Regions from separate parts of the Salmo salar genome. Here region 2 is linked to region 1. The links are chromatin contacts, called in public Hi-C maps. All regions are on one chromosome and are shown on one strand. The core of a region is the stretch at or near the end of the contact, and the rest is flanking DNA. Distances in the headings are between cores, read along the strand shown. Region 1 overlaps LOC106607751 (mitogen-activated protein kinase kinase kinase 5). Region 2 holds the start of ctgf (connective tissue growth factor).

Region 1 (6,847 bases), core at 1,978-4,477:
GCAGTGACTCCAGCTGCAGAGTTTTAAATGAGTAATTATGCCCCTTAGGGCCCAGGACACTGTTAAGTAAAGATAGGAACTTGACTTTGAATAGAGCCCCAATAAAATCACAACTTAAGGTTACTTTTGTCACTCCGGTTCTCTGAAAATATGAGTGAGATGTATCACAACTCTCAGAAGGACCAATAAAAAGCATCTGTTGGAGACAGACATGTAGCGGCGAATGAGGTGAGCCCCTCACTTCCTTATAAGGAGCCACTCTCCTGCCATTCTCATGCTTCTCTTCCTCTGTTTAATGAGATATGTCCCAAAAACAGTGCCCAAAATGTAAACTCCTCAGTAGGAGAGGGCCCTATGAGAGAAGGGCATAACACCCTTGAGCTCTCGTTCAATCCAAGTAGATGCGTAACGTGCGAAATGAAAAACCCCTGGGCAGACTGTGGGCGCAAACAGTGACTGGTAGTGTTGGGGAAGCTACTCTGAAAATGTAGTTTACCAAGCTCCCAGTTACTTCACACTGGAAGAAGTTAAGCCTCGCTAAAGCTACCCTTAAGGAAAATGTTGTTTACTTAACTAAAATTACTTTGAAAAAAGTAGTTCACCACATCCAAACTACTTTGTGAAAAATGATCATAAGTCAATCTGAAATGTCATATACTACAATCTGCATGAACAGATTGCTTTGGGTTCATATGTTAACAGAATGTGGATTTTAGCCTAATAAAACACAAAACCGATGTTTCAAGTGAGAATTAGGCAGATCTGATGTTGAAAAAGGAAATTATTGCCTACCACCATATTTTATTTTCGCTAAAAGAGTAGAGTTACACTTCAGGCTGTCCCCATAAGAGAACCCTTTTTGTTTCCATGTTAAACCCTTTTTGGTTCTAGGTAGAACTATTTTGGGTTCCAAAAGGGTTCTACCTGGAACCAAAAAAAGTTATTCAAAGGGTTCACCTATGGGAACAGCCAAAGAACCCTTAAAATTCGAGATAGCACCTTTTTTTCCAAAGAGTGTAGCTAGATTTGAATTTAGTTCAACTACCACCAAGCTACTGCAAAATGTAGTTAAAATTACTAGTGAACTCCATGTAGTTCACTGCTTCCCAACACTGTGTTTAGGGATGCTAAGGGCAGTAGTAAAGCGAAAGATGGAGCAATGTTACATCTCCACGCTTCTCAGCAGCTACTAGCTGCTGTGAAAGTAGCTTAAGCACAATAGACATGTCCCAGGACTAGCTAAAGACTAGAGACTGGGCGAATGTGACGTGCCCCCCCTAGAAACGACATAACAATTATGGATTAGTGTCGGGCCTTGGCACACCGACAAAACGGCTAGAGGACCTTAAATGACAAAACCTTCTCTCCTTCCTAAAAAAATCCCGCTAGGAACATAGGACCATGGAAAATGGAGTGTAGGAAGGAACAATCTGTTTAGTCATAGCACTTCTCCAAGAAAAACGCAACTTAAAAAAAAAAAAAGTGTGAGCATACGGGGGCTGGCACTCTCTTCCAAGAGTAGGCTACAAACCCTGCATGACGATAGCTGCCAGGACTGGTCGTGAGCAGGGTGTAACTGCCGACCGGAAAGGCAGAGGCGGCCCAATTTCCTTGCTCTGTGTAGACGGAAGAGGGATGGTAGGCAGCATAGGAGGAAAAGCATACGGCATAACCCTATTTTCTAGGGCTGTGACGATACCAGTATCACAACAACAAAAAATCCATGGCAAAAATGTAAACACAAAGCAGACCAAACTCTTCAGCCCTTTAAAAATCCGCTGTATGTAAAATATTTTTGGGACGAGATGTACGAACCAAAGGGCTACCACGGGCCCGGGTCTGCGGGGCAGGCAGAAGTTGAAGGCTTTGCCTTCTTTCTTGCGCATGACACACTTCTGCGGCATGAACAACTCATCGGGTGTCACTGGGACATCCAGGAGGTCCACATTTACTTTGTCTGTTAAGCTGGATAAGCTCAGCCAAAGTGCCCTTTCACCCACTACTGCTAGGCTCATGCTATAACCACGAGCTTGAATGGCACTATGGGAGGCACGGAGATTTAGGTCTGTAATCATACAGCTCTCCTCCAAAGCATCTGGCCATGGGTGTCCTGCTCCAGTTGCTTCCCCACCTCTTTCAGTAGCTCAGCCTGATAAACCAACAATAGAGGTCACATTGAGAGCTCCGATTGCTTGGGCCGAGGCCTTGTACATTTTCAGAAAAATGGAGACAGTAAAGCGCTGTCTTTCTAGGGAGTGAGGTGCCGGTGTCGTTAGTAAAATGGCGTGAGGGGCTGAGGTGGTAAGCCAGTGACGGCTCCACATTGGGAGGGTTAACAAACCCGGATTCCTCCATATAGTGCATGTTGTGCATATCCAGGCTCGGAGTGCCTCTAGCAAAAATCTTGCTAGTGAGGGTTTTGTCCCACAAGCTCTTAGCTTCCCTGAAGCAAGCTGGTACTGTGGGTAGCAGTTGTTTTACAGGGGCTGTATGAGATGGGAGTCTCTTCCAATCGCATAGGTCCCTTGACGGGCCCCGAGCCCCTACAGGAGACGGCCACCAAACTCCAATGGAGTAGGGGGTGGCTTCACTGCTCTCAAGGCCGTCCGACCTGCGGGCGAACCGGATCGTCAGCCCCCATCTCGAGGATAACTGTGAGATAAATCCCATTGTCATCCTCGGCACCCCCTAGCTTGCTTTCCAGACACTACATCGTCAGACAGTGAGGTGAGGAAGTCGAGTCTATCCATGACCTTGCCCCAACTGGACTCGTTTACGGGGAGCTGAGCCTCAGATTTCACTGTTGCTCTGAGGCGAGGGGCTATCGAAATAGATGCTCATTTAAGCCTTCTCTGACCTGCCCTAGTTTGCAGTGATCACAGCACTCGGCCGTCAAAAGCCTCTTGGGCGTGTTCCTTTCCCAAACAATTGATGCATTGAGGGTGGTAATCCTTCCACAATCATGGAACCGCAAGCGCAAAAACCTGGGAGTTCAAGTGCCAGGCTCTTCCTGGGATGGCAGTGGCCATTGTGAGGAACAAGGCTTGCTAGGAGGAAAAAGCAACGCCTGTTGAAAGAACAACAAGAAGCAGGCCTGGGCTAGCTAGACAGAAGCCTTGCTGCTGGTGGCTAGCAAAAGGTAGCTTGTGTAAATGGCGTTTAAAGCTAGCTAGTTAGAAGCATTGCGGCTAATAACTAGCAATAATGAGCACAATAGAACGCTATAGCCAAGAGGCTAGTGGAGCCTTAGCTAGCTAGCAGCTACCTTGTGGTGAAGGTGTGCTGTAGCTATCTCAGTGCTAGCTGAAGGAAACCATGTGGGGGCACAGTGAGCCTTCAGGTAGTGTGGTCCCGCAACCGAAGGAGCCGTGAGGCTGAGACGGTTGGTCTAGTTAACACAAACGGGTGAACGTAGGTTAAGCTAGACGTCCAGAAGGGAACTAGCAATGCTACCATGTTGCAGGTAGGGTATGCTAGTGAGCTTAGCTTGCCTCTCAGCGAGCTAGCCAAGTTAGCCTTGCAGCGTGGGCTAACTGAGTCTCAATAGTTAGCCGTGAAGCTAGCTACCAACGGAGACTGAGAAGTAGAAAAGGAATTTCTACACAAACAAAAACCTTTAGGTCCGTACTCAACCTCTCGAAAGGGTCTGAAGACCTACGTTCAGCAGCAATAACCTTTCGGTTTGCTTGTAAGCAGGAAAACAGGGATCCAGTTGTGCTGAGAAGAGCTAGAGAGCAATGCTCTTCGCGAGAATGACCAGAGGGCGGGAAAGTGGCTCCTTATAAGGAAGTGAGGGGCTCACCTTATTTGCCACTCTACCCGTCTGTCTCCAACAGACGCTTTTGATAGGTCCTTCCAAGAGTTGGTGTTCCTGGTGAATCCCCATAGTGATACATCAAAAGGAGAACAGAGATTTGTATTTAACAAGAATATTGTATATACTAGTCAGATGCCATTATAACAATTGCATTTGAAAGATTATTGTAGTCATAGACTGATCTTTATTGAGGCTTGTGATGTTGCTGTCTTGGTTTCATGTTTCCTATTTCAAAGTGCAGTTTAGCTATTGCATATGAACTAGTTGTCATGCTATTGCTGTAACGGTGTAATGACGCATCACGTCTCCTTACCCAGAGCTGAGGCCCCACTTCAGCCTGGCCTCGGAGAGTGACCCGGCCGACCAAGATAACGTTGACGTTGACGATGACGTTGAGCCTGAGGATACCGCCGCCCACCAGAGCAGAGCCCCTCCCAACACTGACACGGTCGCCACCTCCGGCGTGAGCACACTCAGTTCCACTGTTTCACACGAATCCAATAATGCCCAGCGCTCCGTCACCATAGAACTAGGCAGGATGAAGCTGGAAACCAAAAGGTGGGTCGCCGTGCGGTCATAACCATGACAACAACTGTCAGACACAAAAGCAGAGATTTATTCCAACAACCTTTGCTATTACACTGTGATGGATTAGTAACAGATATTTCATGTAGCTTCACATTGTTTCCTCACCAATGTTAATTCTGTTATGTAGAAAGGTCCCAACACAGAAGAGAAAATATGTTTATTTTCATCATGGCTATCGCTGTGGCTGCAGTAGCCATGTCTAGTAGTATTGTGTTAACTCATTGAATGACCCTATGGCTCCCCCTCCCCTCCTCTCTCCCTGCTGTGTCTGCCCAGGCTAATGGAGCAGTTGCTGGAGAGGGAGAGAGAGTACCAGGCCATCCTCCAGCAGGTCCTGGACGAGAGGGAAGAGGGGATGAAATTACTGAGGATCTGCTCAGAGCCTATCTGTGAGCACATCTCAACATACACTACACACCTTCCAACATACACTCAACAGCTCCCAACATGCACTACACAGCACCCAACACACACTACACACCTCCCAACAAACACTACACACCTCCCAACATACACAACACACCTCCCAAAATACACTACACACCTCCCAACATCCACTACACACCTCCCAACATACACTACACACCTCCCAACATCCACTACACACCTCCCAACATCCACTACACACCTCCCAACATCCACTACACACCTCCCAGCAGACACTACACACCTCCCAGCAGACACTACACACCTCCCAGCAGACACTACACACCTCCCAGCAGACACTACACACCTCCCAGCAGACACTACACACCTCCCAACAGACACTACACACTTCCCAACAGACACTACACACCTTCCAACAAACACTACACACCTCCCAACAGACACTACACACCTTCCAACATCAGCGGTGTAAAGGACTTAAAGTTGAAGTCGGAAGTTTACATACCACTCCACACATTTCTTGTTAACAAACTATAGTTTTGGCAAGTCGGTTAGGACATCTACTTTGTGCATGACACAAGTAATTTTTCCAACAATTGTTTACAGACAGATTATTTCACTTATAATTCACTGTATCACAATTCCAGTGGGTCAGAAGTTTACATACACTTAGTTGACTGTGCCTTTAAACAGCTTGTAAATTACCAGAAAATGATGTCATGGCTTTAGAAGCTTCTGATGGGCTAATTGACATCATTTGAGTCAATTGGAGGTGTACCTGTGGATGTATTTCAAAGCCTGTGTTCAAACTCAGTGCCTCTATGCTTGACATCATGGGAAAATCAAAAGAAATCAGCCAAGACCTCAGAAAAAAAATTGTTGACCTCCACAAGTCTGGTTCATCTTTGGGAGTAATTTCCAAATGCCTGAAGGTATCACATTCATCTGTACAAACAATAGTACGCAAGTATAAATGCCATGGGACCACGCAGCCGACATACCACTCAGGAAGGAGACTTGTTCTGTCTCCTAGAGATGAACGTACTTTGGTGTGAAAAGTGCAAATCAATCCCAGAACAACAGCAAAGGACCTTGTGAAGATGCTGGAGGAAACAGGTACAAAAGTATATATATCCACAGTAAAACGAGTCCTATATCGACATAACCTGAAAGGCCGCTCAGCAAGGAAGAAGCCACTGCTCCAAAACCGTCATTAAAAAGCCAGACTACGGTTTGCAACTGCACATGGGGACAAAGATCGTAGTTTTTGGAGGAATGTCCTCTGGTCTGATGAAACAAAAATAGAACTGTTTGGCCATAATGACCATTGTTATGTTTGGAGGAAAAAGGGGGAGGCTTGCAAGCCGAAGAACACCATCCCAACCATGAAGCACAGGGGTGGCAGCATCATGTTATGGGGGTGCTTTGCTGCAGGAGGGACTGGTGCACTTCACAAAATAGATGGCATCATGAGGAAGTAAAATTATGTACAGTCGTGGCCAAAAGTTTTGAGAATGACACAAATATTAATTTTCACAAAGTTTGCTGCTTCAGTGTCTTTAGATATTTTTGTCAGATGTTACTATGGAATACTCAAGTATAATTACAAGCATTTCATAAGTGTCAAAGATTTTTATTGACAAATACATGAAGTTGATGCAAAGAGACAATATTTGCAGTGTTGACCCTTCTTTTTTAAGACTTACAGGCTCTAACCAACATCCTGACTGATGGCAGCCCATTCTTGCCTAATCAATGCTTGGAGGGTTTTTGTTTGTCCACCCGCCTCTTGAGGATTGACCACAAGTTCTCAATGGGATTAAGGTCTGGGGAGTTTCCTGGCCATGGACTCAAAATATTGAGCCACTTAGTTATCACTTTTGCCTTATTGCAAGGTGCTCCATCATGCTGGAAAAGGCATTGTTCGTCACCTAACTGTTCCTGGATGGTTGGGAGAAGTTGCTCTCGGAGGATGTGTTGGTACCATTCTTTATTCATGGCTTTGTTCTTAGGCAAAATTGTAAGTGAGCCCACTCCCTTGGCTGAGGAGCAACC
Region 2 (6,847 bases), core at 1,798-4,297, 59 kb before region 1:
TTCAGGTAGATAGATAGATCGAGTTCTTCAGATAGATAGTTCTTCAGATGTAAAAGTTCAAGCTCATCAACATAGTGTCCGTCTCTCTTCTCCTCTCATAGCTCGAGCAGAATCACCCATTTGAGTGACTCAAAAGTCCCATGCAACAGCAATTCAGAGTTCCCGTGATTGGCCCCAAAAACAAAAAGGCTTCTTTTTGGCTAAACCAAACCACTTTTATTAAGTTCAGAGCAACGCAAAGGTCAAAATAATTAATAGGATGGCCCATTAATGAATTCAATCGAACTTTGATTCTTGAATGATTGACATGTCGTTTCTTGAAGTTTACACATAAAAGATACACAAGGGAAAGGGGAAAGGGGAAAGGAAAAGGGGGGATACCTAGTCAGTTGTCCAACTGAATGTATTCAACTGAAATGTGTCTTCCGCATTGAACCCAACCCCTCTGAATCGAAGAGGTGCAGGGGGCTGCCTTAATCGACATCCACAAGTGTTTTATGCACTGCAAAACAACATAGGCTCAACAACTAAAGCTGCTGTAAACGTAGTGTTTCTAATACATGGTTTTAACTGTGTATTACACACATCAATTGTCTGGAGGCAATATGAATTGCTTCTATCCAATTCCATGTGCATTTTACATGTTGTGTCTTTTCTGGAAGAGCACTAAAATTGACATTGGAAAAATGAAAACAGATGGGTTTTAGACCACAGCACGTCCGATTCCATTTTAATCATAGATAAGATCTCTGGTTCGGTTAAAAATACAATCATCACTTAGATGGAATACCTCAGACAGAACATTTGTCACTTGAACACAGTCACGTAAGTTGCAGACAGAACAGGGTTGTGTACCAAATAGCAGCCTATTCCTTTTATGCTGCACTACATTTGACTAAGGCCCACAGGGCTCTGATGGGAAAGAGTAGTGCACTATGTAGAGAATAGGGTGCCATTTGGGACGAAGGCTAGAAGTGGAAATGGAAATGGAGAGAACTGGAATCACACTGCACAGACAATTACTCCTTGGCAGAATGTTTAATACACTGATGTAGCTAGCTATGTGTGTTTGTTTTTTTTGTACTGGGAACAATGAACCACAGTCATTTTTTTAACCACAACACCCTCCTCCGTTGAGGGAATGGGAAAGTGAATCACATGGTCAGGTCTGCTACATCCCACAGTGAAGCACATATCTAATAGGTACTTTATTTACACTGAATGTGGAATCCTTTCCATTCCGTCACCAGCTCTTGACCTTTGACCCTAGCTAACTTCTGCCTGTCACTCCAACATTAGCACCTCATCACTTATCCCAAATTGGACCCCAATTGCACCGCATGTGGAATGTTGAATTTGGAATGCTTGCCATGGCCTTAGCTTGAGTTTCAGACCCCTTTTAGCCACCATTGAAAACCAGAGAGCATGACATTAAAGGTTAACAGACCTTACAGTATTTACCTATGCTCCATTGAGTAAGGAACGTCTTGGGGAGAAAGGAGCACACCAGCAGGGGGCTTAGAAGAGAGAGAAAGAGAGAGAGAGAGAGAGAGAGAGAGAGAGCACTAATGAGAGCTCCAGGACAACAGCCTAAGACAGGGAATCTGATGCTAACACACAGCTACGTCTTACCACACACAATGTTTGATTAAACACTGCCTTGTGGAGGGGAGTTCAGTTCATCCAACCCCTCAATGGAAAGCCACACCGCACTGTTATTGGTTCAGGAAATCGAGCGCATTTTCAAATAGGGCATTGCGATAAGCTGCTACTATTTGACATGACGGGGTTAAGGAACTGGCAGCCTCTGTTTGGCCACAAATGAATCTGTGTTGACAGACAGGGTACATTACCATCCCACACACTGTCCGGCGAGAACGTCTCAGACAGTACAGACCCTGAGGAGCTCCTACTGTACTTTCTGCACAAACCACACTGGAAAAAAGGAAAAGACAGATGCTGCTAGTGAAGATTCCCATATAAGGCCACGCTTCCTCCCAGTCGGTGTGTCCATGCAGTAATAGTATGTCTGCTGGCGCAGCCGCACATTCCTCCAGCTCTGAGTTTTCTCTGGGAGTTTTTCATTTCCGATTCGGTGGCTGGTGAGGAGCAGGGCTGCCTTTCATAAGACTGAGGTGGAGAGTCTGGGGCTTGTGTGATCGTTTCTTCAAAAATATACAAACCCCCAGAGTCTAGCCGCTTTCCTGCAATCCTCAAGTCTGCTCAGTGTTTAGATACTGACGGAGCAAAATAGAATCCCACACCAGGAATGTAGTACAACTATGCTTTAAAGTCCATAGACTAAACCTTATTAGTGAGGTGAAAGCGCACGGCTATAAAAAAAAGTATGCGATTAAAACCAATGAATAGAACTGATGAGAGTCTGTTAACTAGACGGTGGTGTGGTTTTATACTGTACAAACCCCCTTTATTAAGGACTTGTTGATTAAATCCCAACACCCATGACTTGTTAGACTTAGGAAGGCTATTGTATGATCGCATACAATACATATCATACATCTGTTTCTCTGTACAGTATGTTCTTTTCCAAAAAGAAAAACAGTCCTGAAGGTGTACAGGGGTTTTTATAACGGTACTGTTTTGTAACGGTGGACTACACTACAGCCCTTCCTTTCATAATAAAATGCACATGCAATAATAGATATTTAAAGCCTTTGAAGGCGCTAGTGTAAAATCTATGTGTGATGTGCTAAGAGAACAGAGAGGCAGCTATTCCCAATAACAGGGGAGGTTTACGGTCTCTCTCCGGGATACAACACAACCGCCGATTACACATAAAAGGGAAAGTTGAGGGATAGTGCCAAGAATGCACTTTTATTTTGATATGTGACAGCACTTTGGCTTCAGACAGGAGGAATGCGATATGTCAGGGAGAGCGAGTCTAGGAGGGGGGCAGGAAATTAGGAAAGAATGCCAAGAATGTCCATGTTTGTCCAGGACTCCATTCAGCCACTAGCACGTCACTGCAGCCCTGGGTGTATAAAGGCAGGGAGAGCGCCTAGCTTCAGACACAGAACAACTCCTCATCCAAGAGAGAGCTACAAGAGCAGCAACAGCTCTACTACTGAAGCTAAACTCTAGCTTTAACCAAGAGAACTACGAGAACTTAACTGAGAAAGAACCAAAATCAGAAATTTCTTAACAACGAGATCGACTCGATCAGACGACAAGCTCCCTGACTACTCGCAAGAGACTAAGGAAGACTTTTGAAGAGCCTGAAGACTTATTTTTGTCTAAGATACTCCGAGAAAAACCCAGAAGAAAAGCAAAATGTCTGCTGGAATGAACATGAGGCTGATTTCTTTCTTCTGTCTCACTCTCTCCTACCTGGTAAGACCCTTTTACTGAGAATGTCAAGTTATATGGGAACTGTATTGCTGTGTCTATGCGCCATGTACCAGACAGATAGCCACGAGCTATCAGCATGTCTAGCCTATTACAACAGCAGTTGAATTGTAAATCGCTATATTTTGTTAACACAGTTACAAAAGGCTGTATGATGCCCTAGCTCTTGGGGCTGATGAACTGTAACATTAGTAGTAGTTGTGACCATGTGACCAGGGTCTAACCATACTCCTATCTCTTTGTCCCTTAGGCTGTGGCTCAGGAGTGCAGTGGGCAGTGTAGTTGCCCTGATGTGCCCCCCCAGTGTACCCCTGGTGTGAGCCTGGTGCCCGATGCCTGCGGCTGTTGCAGGGTCTGTGCCAAGCAGATGGGCGAGCTTTGCACAGACAGGGACATGTGCGACCCCCACAAAGGACTCTTCTGTGACTTCGGCTCCCCCATCAACCGCCGCATAGGAGTCTGCACAGGTAAGTCACTCTCAACAGGCTTCTTTGTCGTTCTAATACTCTGACTCTGATTATTTTCCTCTGCTGGTGTTTGTGTGACTGGAGATGTGACATTCTCTTCTCCTCCTCCCACAGCTAAGGGTGGCGCCACCTGTGTGATGGGTGGGATGGTGTACAGGAGTGGAGAGTCCTTCCAGAGCAGCTGTAAATACCAGTGCACGTGCCTGGACGGTGCCGTGGGCTGTATTCCCCTGTGCAGCATGGACATCCGCCTGCCCAGCCCTGACTGCCCCATGCCCCGCCGCGTCAAAGTGCCTGAGAAGTGCTGCGAGGAGTGGGTGTGCGATGCCCCCCAAAACACAAACATCTTTGTGGGCTCTGCTCTCGCTGGTGAGTTTCAGTCTTAGACACATACAGTAGCCTACATTCTAATCATGTAATCTGGTCAGCTTTTGAGTGTAGAGATAAAGAGTCTTATGTCACTTCCACTTCTTTGCCTGCAGCTTACAGAGAGGAGGAGACCTACGGGCCTGACCCCTCCATGATGAGGGAGAACTGCCTGGTCCAGACCACTGAGTGGAGCGCCTGCTCTAAAACCTGCGGCCTGGGCATCTCTACCAAAGTAACCAACGACAACCGCGAGTGCCGCCTGGAGAAACAGTCTCGTCTGTGCATGGTCAGACCCTGCGAGTCCCACATGGAGCAGAGCATTAGGGTAAGCGCGTTCTTCAACCACTACCCAACCAACCCTTTCATTACAATAGAAACACTTTGTCAAATCAAGAGGGAAGGAACGGTCACTAATAATGACTTTTTTTTTAACGCTTTGCTCTTACAGAAGGGAAAGAAATGCATCCGCACACCAAGAGTGTCCAAGCCCATGAAGTTTGAGATCTCTGGCTGCACCACCACCAAGTCCTACCGCCCCAAGTTCTGCGGAGTGTGCACCGACGGTCGCTGCTGCACCCCCCACAGAACCACCACCCTGCCCATGGAGTTCAAGTGCCCCGACGGCCAGGTCATGAAGAAGCAGATGATGTTCATCAAGACCTGCGCGTGCCACTACAACTGCCCCGGCGAGAATGACATCTTTGAGTCCATGTACTACAAGAAGATGCTGGGAGACATGGCGTAAACAATTACGTCACCTAACAGCAAAAACAACCAATGACTCTTAACTTGAATCCAACAGATATCCATCTCATCTCGCAGCACAGCATTTGTTTGTCTTTTGGGTTGTAATTTTCAAATTGTGTATTTTGTACAAGGACAGAAATATATATGCGTATATTCAATGTATGAGTGTATTGATGGATGTTTAGGGCCACTTGCCCTAAAGAGGGGGTGAAAGACAGGGGGCTGCTCTGCTGCCCGAAATAGAATACTTACTGCACTATAGTTCTACTATGTGACAACCTATGTTGTCACTAATTGGCTGATGCCATGTTCCCCTCCCCCTAAACTGTGGCAGGCACCTAATTAACTTGGGCTGTGTCCAACCTCTGAGCACTTGCAGTAACGAAGGGTGAAGACTTTCAACCCCCAGTACGGAAACTTAAATCCTTAACCCACCAGAGTACTAATTGAACGTGCCCTTGTGTATAGCTCACTGTTTGCAGATCCTAACTGTTGCAGTGCTAACGACAGGTCATGGTTCAGCCCATGCTGAAAAACAGCCGTCCTTCCAGACAAGGAGCGTAGTGTGCATGCTTTGAGGGTATGCCACAGCACTGAGAAAAGAGGTATTTGACTTTGACTGACTGATTCAGGTTGCAAGGAAGGAATCAGTATTTTGTCGAAAAAAAAAAGAGACTGGATGATTTGTAGCTTCATTCCTTTTTATATGTATTATTGATGCTGTAAATATTGTACATATTATTGTACAGTTGTTTAAGTTAATTTAAAGTTTTAAAAAGTTTTTTTTGTTTTTCTCTTCCTTCAATATGTTTATTGATAGCTTATTTGCTGTGTTTGACTGTTCCTGTGACAGTTTTGTGTACTATTTTATTGAGAAGTGTGACAAAAAAGTTACATGTTTTCACTTTTGTAGTTTGGAATAAAATATATTTTTTATATAAACATGTCTTCCTTTCTTTGTTTTACTCTTTTGACTTTAAAAGTAGCCTACCCTACAGAACTTAATCTACTCACACCCAAATGATATCCCAAACTTCACCATATGAAATCAGCCACTAATAAGTTAGCACATGTTTACAAAGCAGTTAGGTGTTCCCACTTTCAGTTCAACAACAGCAGTCAGGCCACTGAAATTCCACTCATTGGATTGTGTGCGGTCCAGGTCCATGCTCTGTCAGACCACCTAGTCTCTAGTAAGGTGTAGTCTATGTGTCACTTTTTAGCCACAAACACCAGCAGAAGACTGCCAGCCCATCCAACAAAACGTTTTTCTAAAGTCCTCTTCCCTGTGATGTGTGGATGGAGCGGTGTGCTGCCTGTCCATTTACACACTAACCAGACTGCAGACTAAGGAAACATACTCTGGCAGCGTCTGAGGAAAAGAGCAGTCTAACTGGCAGCCTTGTGCTTTAACACTCACTATCAGTGTCCCGCCACTGGGAAAACTCACACCACACTGAACTAGGCCTGGTTCAACGTCAAAGACAACACAGACAAATATATGATGGGGATCGGGAAACGGGACTTACCTCATACCAAAGGATAAGCCACAAAAATGTGTACAGTAATTGGCTGATTAACACAGTGTAAATCCTTTTCCTGTCACTGAGTAGCAGGGTCGTTGGTTGCTTTCCAGACAATATTAAAGTTGGATCTAAAACCTGTAACTCTCCACAAAGGGCTCTTTTCATCTGCTTTTTTCCCTCAAAGGTCTTGACTGAATTTAGAATTAGTATGGCTCGTGTTGTTGTTGGGGGGGTGACTACAGTGTGAGACATTCATATCAACAATATAGTGTGATATGTCTAATTAATGATATTGAGGAGGCTTTAACTAGTTGAATGTGCCTCTGAAGCTAAGCAGGGTTGGTCCGGGTCTGTCCCTGGATGGGAGACCAG

What was found. A called contact is a pair of places that touch in the nucleus more often than the background predicts.
Region 2: a contact with region 1 is called in a Hi-C map of muscle, with 9 times the contacts expected there. The contact joins the promoter of ctgf here to the enhancer-like site in region 1. A contact is called at or near these places in 3 of 3 Hi-C or Micro-C datasets (blood, gill and muscle).

What each region holds. Positions count from the first base shown.
Region 1 is chrssa06:60,299,596-60,306,442 of Ssal_v3.1, reverse strand. It overlaps LOC106607751 (mitogen-activated protein kinase kinase kinase 5), which reads left to right. Exons shown (of 30, transcript XM_014205044.2): 26 at 4,135-4,375; 27 at 4,682-4,794. Among protein-coding and RNA genes, the nearest start is that of lrp11, 11 kb to the right of the region's middle. Within about 2 kb of position 3,227, at least 11 of the 13 cell types and tissues checked have an H3K27ac peak or open chromatin away from gene starts, as enhancers often do. A contact at or near this core is called in gill and muscle, where this site is marked.
Region 2 is chrssa06:60,358,341-60,365,187 of Ssal_v3.1, reverse strand. It overlaps ctgf (connective tissue growth factor), which reads left to right and starts at 3,047. Exons shown (of 5, transcript NM_001139999.1): 1 at 3,047-3,351; 2 at 3,617-3,833; 3 at 3,948-4,202; 4 at 4,316-4,527; 5 at 4,651-5,891. The coding sequence starts at 3,292. The coding sequence ends at 4,947.